4 separate regions of the Mus musculus genome follow, and regions 2, 3 and 4 are each linked to region 1. Evidence: chromatin contacts called from public Hi-C and HiChIP or PLAC-seq data. All regions are on one chromosome and are shown on one strand. The core of a region is the stretch at or near the end of the contact, and the rest is flanking DNA. Distances in the headings are between cores, read along the strand shown. Region 1 has its middle 48 kb from the start of Fchsd2. Region 2 holds the start of Pde2a (phosphodiesterase 2A, cGMP-stimulated). Region 3 overlaps Pde2a (phosphodiesterase 2A, cGMP-stimulated). Region 4 holds the start of Stard10 (START domain containing 10).

What was found. A called contact is a pair of places that touch in the nucleus more often than the background predicts. HiChIP or PLAC-seq counts read pairs in DNA pulled down with a chosen protein or histone mark.
Region 2: an H3K4me3 HiChIP or PLAC-seq map of pro-B cells shows a contact between it and region 1, with 2.9 times the contacts expected there. The contact joins the promoter of Pde2a here to the enhancer-like site in region 1. A contact is called at or near these places in 1 of 15 datasets of contacts at CTCF or cohesin (embryonic stem cells), 2 of 484 Hi-C or Micro-C datasets (differentiating embryonic stem cells and embryonic stem cells), 6 of 115 datasets of contacts at active chromatin or transcription factors (the 230-238 cell line, bone marrow-derived macrophages, embryonic stem cells and 3 more) and 1 of 9 other capture datasets (embryonic stem cells).
Region 3: a Hi-C map of embryonic stem cells shows a contact between it and region 1, with 3 times the contacts expected there. The contact joins two enhancer-like sites. A contact is called at or near these places in 2 of 15 datasets of contacts at CTCF or cohesin (embryonic stem cells and large pre-B cells), 24 of 484 Hi-C or Micro-C datasets (B cells, the Ba/F3 cell line, CD8 T cells and 10 more), 8 of 115 datasets of contacts at active chromatin or transcription factors (embryonic stem cells, large pre-B cells, microglia and 1 more) and 1 of 9 other capture datasets (embryonic stem cells).
Region 4: a contact with region 1 is called in an H3K27ac HiChIP or PLAC-seq map of extraembryonic endoderm stem cells. The contact joins the promoter of Stard10 here to the enhancer-like site in region 1. A contact is called at or near these places in 19 of 39 promoter capture datasets (3T3-L1-derived adipocytes, the C10 cell line, the HPC-7 cell line and 12 more), 2 of 15 datasets of contacts at CTCF or cohesin (the NIH/3T3 cell line and embryonic stem cells), 5 of 484 Hi-C or Micro-C datasets (B cells, cerebral cortex, embryonic stem cells and 2 more), 22 of 115 datasets of contacts at active chromatin or transcription factors (SST interneurons, Th17 cells, bone marrow-derived macrophages and 16 more) and 3 of 9 other capture datasets (embryonic stem cells, macrophages and pancreatic islet).

Annotation. Positions count from the first base shown.
Region 1 is chr7:101,059,243-101,061,942 of GRCm38.p6, forward strand. It overlaps the pseudogene Gm5735. Among named protein-coding and RNA genes, the nearest start is that of Fchsd2, 48 kb to the right of the region's middle. Within about 2 kb of position 1,414, at least 92 of the 459 cell types and tissues checked have an H3K27ac peak or open chromatin away from gene starts, as enhancers often do. A contact at or near this core is called in the 230-238 cell line, B cells, the HPC-7 cell line and 7 more, where this site is marked.
Region 2 is chr7:101,449,894-101,452,593 of GRCm38.p6, forward strand. It overlaps Pde2a (phosphodiesterase 2A, cGMP-stimulated), which reads left to right and starts at 1,359. Exons shown (of 30, transcript NM_001143849.2): 1 at 1,359-1,575. The coding sequence starts at 1,459.
Region 3 is chr7:101,499,280-101,501,979 of GRCm38.p6, forward strand. It overlaps Pde2a (phosphodiesterase 2A, cGMP-stimulated), which reads left to right. Exons shown (of 30, transcript NM_001143849.2): 6 at 1,109-1,168; 7 at 1,698-1,839; 8 at 2,331-2,383; 9 at 2,575-2,649. Among named protein-coding and RNA genes, the nearest start is that of Mir139, 25 kb to the left of the region's middle. Within about 2 kb of position 1,307, at least 29 of the 459 cell types and tissues checked have an H3K27ac peak or open chromatin away from gene starts, as enhancers often do.
Region 4 is chr7:101,319,671-101,322,370 of GRCm38.p6, forward strand. It overlaps Stard10 (START domain containing 10), which reads left to right and starts at 1,443. Exons shown (of 7, transcript NM_019990.5): 1 at 1,443-1,682; 2 at 2,044-2,363. The coding sequence starts at 2,157.

The DNA.
Region 1 (2,700 bases), core at 164-2,663:
CTAGGTACCCGGATGGATGGCTGTTCAAGTCCCTGCTAAGAGCTGCCAGAGTGTGTGCATACAGCTGTGCGTACTCCTCAGTAGAATGCAAATCATCTCCAGATTATGTGTGACACCTAATGCAATGCAAATAGATGCCACACTGCATTGTCTAGGGAATAGTGGCAAGAAGTCAAAGTCTGTGGATGCACAGAATCATCTGCATATTGAGCTTCTAAAGAAGGGGTGGCCTGAGTCTGTGAAAGGAGAACTGAAAATTCGGATGGACGATTAATACCGTAATACCAGCAGCAGGAAGTTAAGGTGTAGGGTGACAGATTGCATATATATATATGCATACATATACATATACATATATATAGATATATACATACTCCTATTTTATGAATTTTCTTCAGTGAACAGAGAAAAATGAGAGGTAAAAAAAGTGCTCGTGTATGGGGCTGGAGAGATGGCTTAGTGGCTAAGAGCATTTGCTGCTCTTGCAGAGAACCCAGGTTCTCCTGGCCTCTGAGGGCACCTGCAAGCACATGACATACATACTGAGAAGCAGGTGTGTGCACGCACATAAAATTTATAAAGCTAAATGCCAGTTTAGATGGAGAAATAAAGTAAGCAACTGTTTTCATTTTAAAAGAAGGAAGAGAGCCAGGTGGTGATGGCATACTCCTTTAATCCCAGCACTTGGGAGGCAGAGGCAGGCAGATCTCTGTGAGTTTGAAGCCAGCCTGGTCTACAGAGTGAGTTCCAGGACAGCCAGGGCTACACAGAGAAACCTTGTTTTGAAAACAACAGCAACAAATGGAAAAGGAAGAAGGGGGAGGCAGGGAGAGGAGGGGGGAAGGCGGGGGGGGGGGGCAGGGTGGTGGTGGAAGAGAGGTGTGTGTGTGGGAGTTCTTGGTAAAGTTATTTGATTCTTAGCACAAATACAAAAGTAAAATCAAAGCAGCCACATTTACACTCACAATGCCTTCTCCATGCTTTAAGAATGCTTATGTTTGAGCATCTGTGTGGTGAGGTGTGTTAATCTGGTAGACTTGTATGTGAGAGCATGGGTGCACGTGTCCTTGCACTTGCAGGGAGGCCCGAGGAGAACGCAGAAGAATGTCCTAAGCCTTTCCAGACAGGGTTTCTCACTGATGGGCAAGCCCCAGGGATCCTTTTGCTTCTACCTCCCAGAAGCTAGGGTTATAGGCTAGATATAGATAACTCCAGCTTGAGGGGTTTTTATCAACTTGACACAAGCTGGAGTTATCTGGGAAGAGGAATCTTAGTTGGTAAAATACCTCCATCCTATTGTCTGTAGGCAATTAATGATTGACATGGGATGACCCAGCCCAATGGGGCAGGGCCATTCCTGGGCAAACGGGCATTGGTGGTATAAGAAAGCAGCGAGCAAGCCCCTGCCGAGCAAGCCAGGAAACAACATTTCTTTGTGGTTTCTGCTTTAGTTCCTGCCCCAACTTCCTTCCAATGAAGTGCTGTAAGCTGTAAAAAAAAAGAAACCCTTTCCTTCCCAAGTCGTGGTATTTCATCATAGCAACAGAGACCTATGTTAAAAACAAAACCAAAAAAACTTAGTGATGGAATCTGAACCTAGGTCTTCATGCTTGTCCAGTGTTCTCACACACGGAGTCACCAACGGAGTCTCACGCGGCTCAGGCTGACCTCGAACTTCCAACATAGCTTGTTACAAACTTGGCCTCCTTATCCTCCTTCCTCTACTTGCCTAATGCTGTTACCAGCATTTGCCAACGCACCAAGCTCTCCATGGGTTTCACAGCCTGTTCCTGAACTGAGTACCATTCACTCTTGCAAGACAAAGGTTTAACTCCAAATCCGTGACCTCTACCCTGCAGGTCCCCATCAAAGCATCCCTGATTCTCATCCAGTAGAGTGGTCCTCTACTATTGTGCCTGCGGCCTCTACTATTGCGCCTCCGGCCTGCCTGCATGGAATAGCTTTTTTTTTTTTTTTTAAGTTCTTCACATTTTTATTCTTTGTGCACAAAGACTAGCATGATTGGTTCTGCTTGGTAATCAGTCGAACAATCCATTCAAGGTCGCTTAGTCCAACTTAGTCCTTAGTCATTCGCGTACTGCCGGAAGCACTGGCGGCACAAGTTCAGCCCGTATTTGCGGATCAGACCGTGGCGGTTAGAGCAGACGCGGCAAGAGCGGGAACCCTGGCCGAACTTCCGTGGGTGACTCCAGTAGAGCTGCTGGTGACCCATCTTAGCATTTTTATCCCCAGTGCCCAGCTCATTCCTTCTATCCCCAGAGAGTTCTGAGTGGGATCTCCAGAGGGATTCAAGTCCCATGGATTGGACCCCAGGTGGCGCTGTCTGCCCGTGAAAGAGTCGAGGAAACCCAGAACCCGGAGCCTCTGGTCCCGGCAGCCAGCGATGAAACCTCAAATTCCAATCCTGCTTGTCCTCGCAACATCACCCCATGAAACATCATCCCACGCAACGCATCCATGCCTGGTTTATTCTCATTCTCTCTCTCTCTCTCTCTCTCTCTCTCTCCACCTCCCACTTCCCCAACCCCACTCCACCCGCCAAATGACAACTTTCAGGAGTTGGTTCTTCTTCCATCCTTCGGGTCCTGAGGAGCAAACTCAGGTTGGTTGGCTTTGCAGCAAGTAGCGTTATCCACTGAACCATCCTACCAGAACTCGGCGCCTGGTTTTACATTTCAG
Region 2 (2,700 bases), core at 109-2,608, 390 kb after region 1:
CCCCCACTAAGGATGTTTGAGCACTGGAAGCTGTAAGCTCAGCTAGGAGGGGGAAAAATCCTTGTGTGGAAGATCACCCCTTGAGCTACTGGGACAGCTAGGACACTTCCAAGCCTGTGCCAGGTGCTGGGACCGTGTCCAGCACTGGGCTCAGTGACTCAACACTGGGGAAATTGCTCCCCAGGGGGAAAGGGCCCAAATGAATCACATCTATGAGGCAAGGAGCAGGGGGCTCACTGAGTCACCTTCCAAGGGCTGGGGGGAGAGGGAAGTACAGGAAGAGGGGCAGTAGCGCAGAAAGGAGAACCAGGGAAAGTCACAGTGAGGGCTGTCAGGAGTCTGTCTGTCTCACCATCATTCCAAGTTTTTGTCTTCTGGCAGCCCTGTGGGACAACTGACACCCAATGGGAAGGGGATCAAGCTAAAGTTACACTGGCAAAATCCAGGAAGACCCAAATTCACCATTTGATATAGACTCGTCCTGTGCCTTAGCCCATCTTATAGCAAGCAGAGGCTAGAAAACAGGTTGGTCCAGGCAAGGGGTTTGACCCAAGTTACACAAATGTCCCCTCATCCCTCCAGCCATCCCCTACTGGGGTCAGGGTGCACCTTTGCGATAGAACACCAGGGGGCGCAGGAGCGTCACGGCTGCTGCAAGTGCCTGAGCACAGAGGCGGCTCTGCAGAGAAATGCGCTCCCAGCTCTCGGGGTCCCACCGCGGAACTGCGGACTAGATGGCCCTGGGGCTTGCACCCTTTTCAGCCTCCTGGGACGCCGATGAAGGCCTATCTGGTAGCCTTAGGAACCCAGTGCTCTCACCCCACATTTGGGAACGGTGCGCCTGTGTGTGTCAGGGCGCACGTGTCTCCTTCACAGATCTGCTACCGCTTCAGGGCTCGTCCCATTTTGGAGCGACCTCTAAATTTCTCCCTCACTTTCCTCTACCCTCTGTACTGGAAGGAGTGAAAGGACCTCGGGGCTCCCGGACTGTGGCCGCGGCCCCTCTCCCCGCACTGCGCTGGACTCGGCCTCGGGGTTCTGGCCGGGCTACTGAAGTCCAAGTGATGGGGAGAGAATGTGGTGCGACAGTGCGCGGGACTCTGGGAGGGGCCCTACCACATAGGAGGAGTGACAATGGGATAAGCGGAAGGCAGCGAAGGCTGAGAGGCGACCGAGGAGTGGGAGCCCTCGTAGCCGACCCGCTGCAGGAGACTTGAGAGGGTGAAGGCCTGGCAGGGAGCAAGCCGGCCGGGATCGGGTGGGGTCCGATCTTTGGAAGGCGTTGAAGTGCTGTCCCCGGTAGCAGAAACGTAGGCGGGGCCTGGAGGCCTGGGGCGGGACGGGGGCGGGGGCGGGGCGGGACCAGGGCGGACCCTCGCGCGGACCGGCGAAGCTGTTGCGGACGCGCTGACCGAGTGCAGCGGGCCGGGCTGGAGGGGCGGGCGGGCGGCTGCGAGCATGGTCCTGGTGTTGCACCACATCCTCATCGCTGTTGTCCAATTCCTCAGGCGGGGCCAGCAGGTCTTCCTCAAGCCGGACGAGCCGCCGCCGCAGCCATGCGCCGACAGCCTGCAGGTAGGAGGCCCCCCCCCCCCCCATTCTGGGTAACAGGGAGAAGCGGGTGTCCAGGGAGAGCCCGGTGAGGGCCCGGTCTTCTGAAGAGCTTGCAGTCGTCTGCCCCACGGTCTACTCTCTCCTGAACCTTCCTTTAAGAGGGGACCCTTCCCTTAGTTTGGAACCCGTCTTGTACTGAATGGGACTGCAGCCATACCCAGAGGGGGTCCTTGATTCTTCGGCTCATAGTTCAAATGCCCCTCCAGATTCTGACTCTGCTTCGCATCTAGAACTCCTCCATCCCAAGCCCCGAAGTCCTAATCCTCGTTGCCCCCCTCAGCCACATTAACAGCTCTGTATAAACCCGGAGTTCCCTCCTCCCAGGTTAGTCCCACTCCCCTCTCAAACCTCTGGCTCTCTACTGTACATATCAGATTCCAGGCACACCCATATCCCCTAAGCCCCTGGCTGCAGAGAACTTTACCTCATAAGTAGGACCTCACCCCCAAACCTCTATCTTCTATTTTATAAAGTCTTACTCCCCATCCTTACTAATCATCTAGATTCTAGTCACCATCTTCCACCCAACCCAAGGGTCCAACCCCCTTTTAAAACCCAGATTCTCTCTTCTCCTCTGCCAGACTGCCCCCTCCCAGTCCTCATCTTTTACACAGACCTCCAGTCTCCTCCTGTTGCCTCCCAGCCTCTAGATGTGATAGTCCCATATCATTCTTCCAGTTCCCAAATTTCTGAGTGCATCATCCTTTGGCCCCTCTGCTGTTCTCTTGTTTAGTGTGTTGCTCCAGGCTGCCTACCTCTCCTGGTCTGTTCAGCCCTTCAGTTTCTGTAGGTCTCTATCTTTGTGCTAGGGTCTTTCTGTGACCATGCCTTCCCTACATGTCTGCCTCTACTTTGGGTCGTGGGGGAACCGGCTCAGAAGACAGGGCTGGAGCCTCTAGGACCTCCACCTGTGCCTGTGTTCTCAGGTATGGCATAGGATGGACTCAAGTCCAAGGGCTTAAACATGGAGAACGTTGCCCTCAGGGTGCCCAAAATATATGGTGGGTAGGGATCGTGAGGTGGGACACTGGTATTTATAACTTATACATGATATCTCCTTATCCCAGCTGTCCTGGTAGTGACTGG
Region 3 (2,700 bases), core at 57-2,556, 440 kb after region 1:
CTCAGGTATAAGGTCCCACACCCCCTTCCACGCGTACCCCGACTCATCCCGCTCCTGGCCAGCCTGTGAGCTTCCTGCTGGTCTCCTCCTCCTCATCTGTTCCTGGCAGGGGACCCAGCGCAGGGAGGCAGGCAGGGGCTGCTGGGTGAGGGAAGCAGGATGAAGCCCACACCCCCTGCGAGCACTGTGGGAGCCCCACAGGTGGCGAACAGCTTTGAGTAAGCTAAGGAAGTTGAGACAGCAGGTGGGGAGGAAGCCTTGTTGGCGGGCCACCATGGGTCCCTAGGCTGTCATCTCTGCTTTTTTCCATCCCCGTTTCTCCACATTTCCCTCTTAAACACCCAAGAGTGCTAGAGGAAGAGCATGAAAGATGGCTGAAGTGAGCCCTGGTGACTAACTAGCACAGGGACACAGGACAGGGGAGGATAACCGCGTGGTAAGAATGAATCTAGAGAGTCAACATGGAAGCGGGAAGGGGAGGGGTGGATAGAGATGTCCTAACGCTGCTACTTTCTGCTTGATGATTTTCGGAAGGTCCCCCACCTCTGGCCTCCCTGGCTCATCTGTAAGGGGAAGATTGCATCTCCCCATGGTGAGAACCATGTGTAAGGCAAAAAGCACTCCCTCCCTCAGCCCATTCATCTGTGCACAGCTTCCTGGCAGGTGTCAGTCATGCCTGGGCTCCCTTCTTTAACCCCAGATGTAAGGGCAACTCAAACCCCACTCAGAACGGATGGAGCTGGAGGCTAAAGCCAATTCCACAAATCCTCTAATCAGGGCCTGAAGCGCTCCGTGTGTGGACGATGGAGAAGGGTCTGAGGTCCGCCTTCCTGACTCTGTATACCTGGACTGGGCTGTCTGTGGCACAGTTTGCTCCAGGAACGGAACAGTAAGCGTGGAAAGTGATGGGACAGACAGGAAAGTTCCACTCTTATCACCTGCCCTGGACGTCTTCCTTGGGAAAGTCACCTTCAGAGCTAGCTGCCTGGCTTACATGGAGGTCATAGACTGTATTGGTGGCAACTGGTGTTGAGCTGGCCACGGGAGGACATGCAAGTGAAGACAGACTGGGGAAGGTCACATCTGGTCGCTTCTCCCTTCTCTCCAGGTGCACTGTGGCCAGCTGAGTGACAGTGAGGAACAGAGCTTGCAGGTGGTAGAGAAGCACGTGAGTCGGGTAGGATCGTGGTAACACAGGGGCTGCTGAGGATCCTTACCAGAGCTTGTAGGAAAGACGATCTGGCCAGAGAGCTGGACAGGCCTGGCTTCTGGTTCCAGCGTGACCACCTTGAGCAAGCAGTTTCACAACTGAAGATGGGGTAACATAGCGCTAACTTAGCTGGGTTAGTGATGAGTCAAAGACCCTGTGTATAACTGAGGCTCTTTTCTGCCTAATGTTTCAGGAGTCTGTGATCTTAATCAGGGTGGTGTTAGACAGGAAATCTGATCCTCTTTTGAAGAGTCTGCGAGCGGGGGTCCGGGGGCAGCTATACTTAGCCGTGGAAGAAGCGAGGCTCTAAGGACAGTGGGAGCTCCTAGGAAGTGGAGGGACCAGCGGGTTGAATTGTTTGGAACCAGAACAGGGATAGGCAATGAACATTATGGGGGACCCAAGAGGGATTTGTTTGAGCTAAGGAGGGGAGTCAGGTAGTGACACTGAACGGCAAGGTCATGCTGACCACTCGGCCGTCCCCTAGGCTCTGGTAGCCCTGCGGAGGGTGCAGGCCCTGCAGCAGCGCAGGCCTGAAGCTGTTCAGAACACGTCAGTGGATGCCTCTGAAGATCAAAAGGATGAGAAGGGGTACACCGACCATGACCGAAAGATCCTGCAACTGTGTGGTGAGGGCCAAACTCGGGCAGGTCTATAGGATAGGGTCGATCCTGGAGGGGCAGGGCCAGGTCTCTGGAGTGGGCGGGACCTGAGAGGTGAGTTATAACACAAGGCAGAACCCAGATAACACTTGGAAAGCATGTGGGTGTTCTGGGTGGTCTTGTGGAGCCTGAGGCGAGGTAGGGGCGGAGCCTGAGAGTCAGGGGTGGAGCCTTAAGCAAGGCAGGGGTGGAGCCTGAGGAGAAGCAGGGGTGGAGCCTGAGGAGAGGCAGGGGTGGAGCCTGAGGAGAGATGGGGCGGAGCCTGAGGAGAGACAGGGGCGGAGCCTGAGGAGAGACAGGGGCGGTGCCTGAGGAGAGGCAGGGGTGGAGCCTGAGGAGAGACAGGGGTGGAGCCTGAGGAGAGACAGGGGCGGAGCCTGAGGAGAGGCAGGGGTGGAGCCTGGAAGCAGCCCCCAGGCAAGGCAGAGCCCTCTCTGATTTCAGCCTTGTTCTTGCAGGGGAACTCTTTGACTTGGATGCTACTTCTCTGCAGCTCAAAGTCCTTCAATATGTGAGTCCCTGAGCATCTATCTCCTCTTCCACCCTCTCTCTCTCCAAAGACCAACAGACCCTTGACCCCATCACCTCTGTTCAGATTGGGACACCCCACCCTCTCTTCTCTTCTACAATCCTGAAAAACCCAGAGAGGCTAGCGGGTGTTCCAGCCCCGCCCTCAGCCTGGCTCTGTCTGTCCCCCTGCAGCTGCAGCAGGAGACACAGGCCACTCACTGCTGCCTCCTGCTGGTGTCGGAGGACAATCTACAGCTTTCCTGCAAGGTGAGGGTTCAAGTCCACGGTGAGGCGGGGCAACCCGTGTCTGCCTTTCCT
Region 4 (2,700 bases), core at 193-2,692, 260 kb after region 1:
TGGGATTAAAGGTGTGTGCCACCACTGCCCGGCAGCCTTTAAAAACATTTTGGGGTGGGGGGGCAAAGTCTTACTTTGTTGCCTGTGCTGGTTTTGAACGGAATATGCAGCCCAGGGAAAGCCTTAAACTTTGGGTCTTCCTCCCCAGTCTCCTGAGTAGCTGGGATTATAGGTCTGTGCTACCACATCCAGTTTCCTGCTTATTTTAAAAGTGGGCATGATTTACAAAGATCTCAGAGCCCTGAGCACTTCAGGGAAAAAAAAAAAAAAGCACATCTATTTGTGAACCTACAGTGCTGAGTCTGCGGTTTTCTTTTAACACCTGTAAGAAAAGAAATCTACATGGTGGAGATAAGAGGTGACTTCTGAGGGACCAGGGGGAGAATGCAGAGGGCACAGAAGGAGCCTGGGTGGCAGAGGCTTGGTACTCTGGCACTGGTGGGAATAGCCATTAGCAGACTCTGGTACTACTAGGTCAGTGGTAGTCACTTATTGCTCCTAATATCCAGAGGAGCACACCAAAGGCTTTCCCTGCTCGTCTCTGGCCCAGACAGTGACAAGACTGCCATGCTCATACTGGCCTGGCCCTAGCTTTCACTGGGTAGATGGGACAGGGCTCCCAGAATGGAAGAGTAGGCAGAAGAGTTAGTGGACAGAATTTACATCAGGCTACAGAGTAGAGCTCTGGTCCACTCTATTCTACAGAGGGGTGGAGGGGGCCTGTGCTCCAGTGTTCTGCAGCCCTGTGCTTTTGAGAACTGGTCTTCGCCTAGGGGAGGTGTGGGTAAATGGCTGAGAGCTAAAGAGGGGTGGGTTTGGAAGCTGCCAAATAGGGATGTAAGAGGTTGCTGGCTCAGGACCTCTCTCTGGCCAGAGTGAGGCTGAAGTGGAAATTTTGCCAAATTCTGGCCAGCCTTTGAACCTTGAGCCTTTAAAGTCGGATCAACTTCCGGCTGGGTTTGCACACCCTACTGGAAAATTGAGTTGGGTGTGTGGAGGAGGCTTGTTATGCTCTTGGTTCTTGGGGCTTGCAGGCTGTCGCCATTTCTAATTTAGTTACTGAGGGGCTGTCATCCCTATTCCTGCTAGTTAGTCTTTCAATTGTCATGAGGGTGTGTGCCCACCCTTGAATCTCTGAAGTGTTGTGTGTGTGAATAAGCTGTTGCAGAAGCGTGTACCTGCAAGGGTGGGAGCGAAGAGTAGAGAAGAGGCTCTCAGTTAACTTCCAGAATCTCTCTTGGCACCTCAACCTTACTCTGAGAGCCCAGGCTACTTTGTTACTTCGCTATGTGGTTCCTGCTCACAGGTCCCCGGTCCTCTGATAGTCTACATCTCTCCCCGGACTTTGCCCCTTCCCCGGGGCTTACGGGGGCGGGCGCTAGGACCCGGCGGGGCGGGGCGGGGCGGGGCTCGGTGCTCCCGCAGTTCTTACCTCCGCAGCCTGGAAAATACCGAGCGAGGCGAGCGGAGCCCGGGAGCCCCGAGCCTAGCGGGAGGGAGGAGGGCGGAGGGGGCGCGCGGGGCGGGGGGCGCGGAGCGGGGCGGGGCCGGCGGCGGGACCCACTGCTCCTCCCCCCAGGGTCCCCGCGCGGCCCCCGGTCGCCCGGGCAGCGGAGGCAGCGGCGGCGGCGGAAGAGCTCGCACACCGGCCCCGGCGGGCCCCGGCAGAGAAGCCCGCACAGGTGAGACTCCGCCACCACACCCGCCCCCACCACGGCCCCGCGCGGCTTGCTGCTGAGTTAGTTGTGCGAGTCCGGCCAGCACCGCGCGAGGACTCCGTGCCAGACCCGCACTTGCGATCCCCCAGAGTCCCGCCCGGCTCTCGCGGGCTCCTGCACCCGCTACGCAGCAATCCTACTGCCGCTCCAGGGAAGTATGAGGTCGCTCCTTGTGGGAGGGTGGCCCAAGTGACTGTCCTGTGCCGGTGCACAACCGCCTGGGGCCAGTACCTGCCCTTTTCAAGCTGTCCGCTGGTCCGGGACCCCGGCTAGCCCCACCCGCGCCCCCAGCGCACTGACTCTGGTCCCCAAACCGGTCTTGCAGGTCCCAGGAAGGTGGCGTCAGCATCTGCAGCCGCGTCGACGTTGTCTGAGCCTCCGCGGAGGACCCAGGAGAGTCGGACTAGGACCAGGGCCCCGGGCCTCCCCACGCTCCCTATGGAAAAGCCAGCTGCCTCAACAGAACCCCAAGGGTCTCGGCCCGCCTTGGGCCGTGAAAGTGTCCAGGTGCCCGATGACCAGGACTTCCGCAGTTTCCGGTCAGAGTGTGAGGCCGAGGTGGGCTGGAACCTGACCTACAGCAAGGCCGGCGTGTCTGTGTGGGTGCAGGCTGTGGAGATGGATCGAACTCTGCACAAGATCAAGGTAGGATTGCCCTGTGGTACCTGCAGCCTCCACTCCTCCCGAACTGTCTCTCACAGGAATCTCCTCGCCCATACTCAGACCAGGGACCCATAGAGGGGTGCATGTGAGCTCAGAGTCTCCTAATATAAACCAGAGGACACACATGGGCCATATGACCCGGGTTCTAACCTAGGCATGCCTGTGTGTTTGGGAGATGGGTGATGGCCAGGTACACTTAGGGGAATAGTGTCTCTCAAAGGTCTGTCTTTCAGAGTAGCTTCTGCTTGGACCCTTAGTTTGACCCACTAGGTAGGTGAACGGCCCACTTCCTCCTTCACCCGGGGTTCTCTAGCCCGCG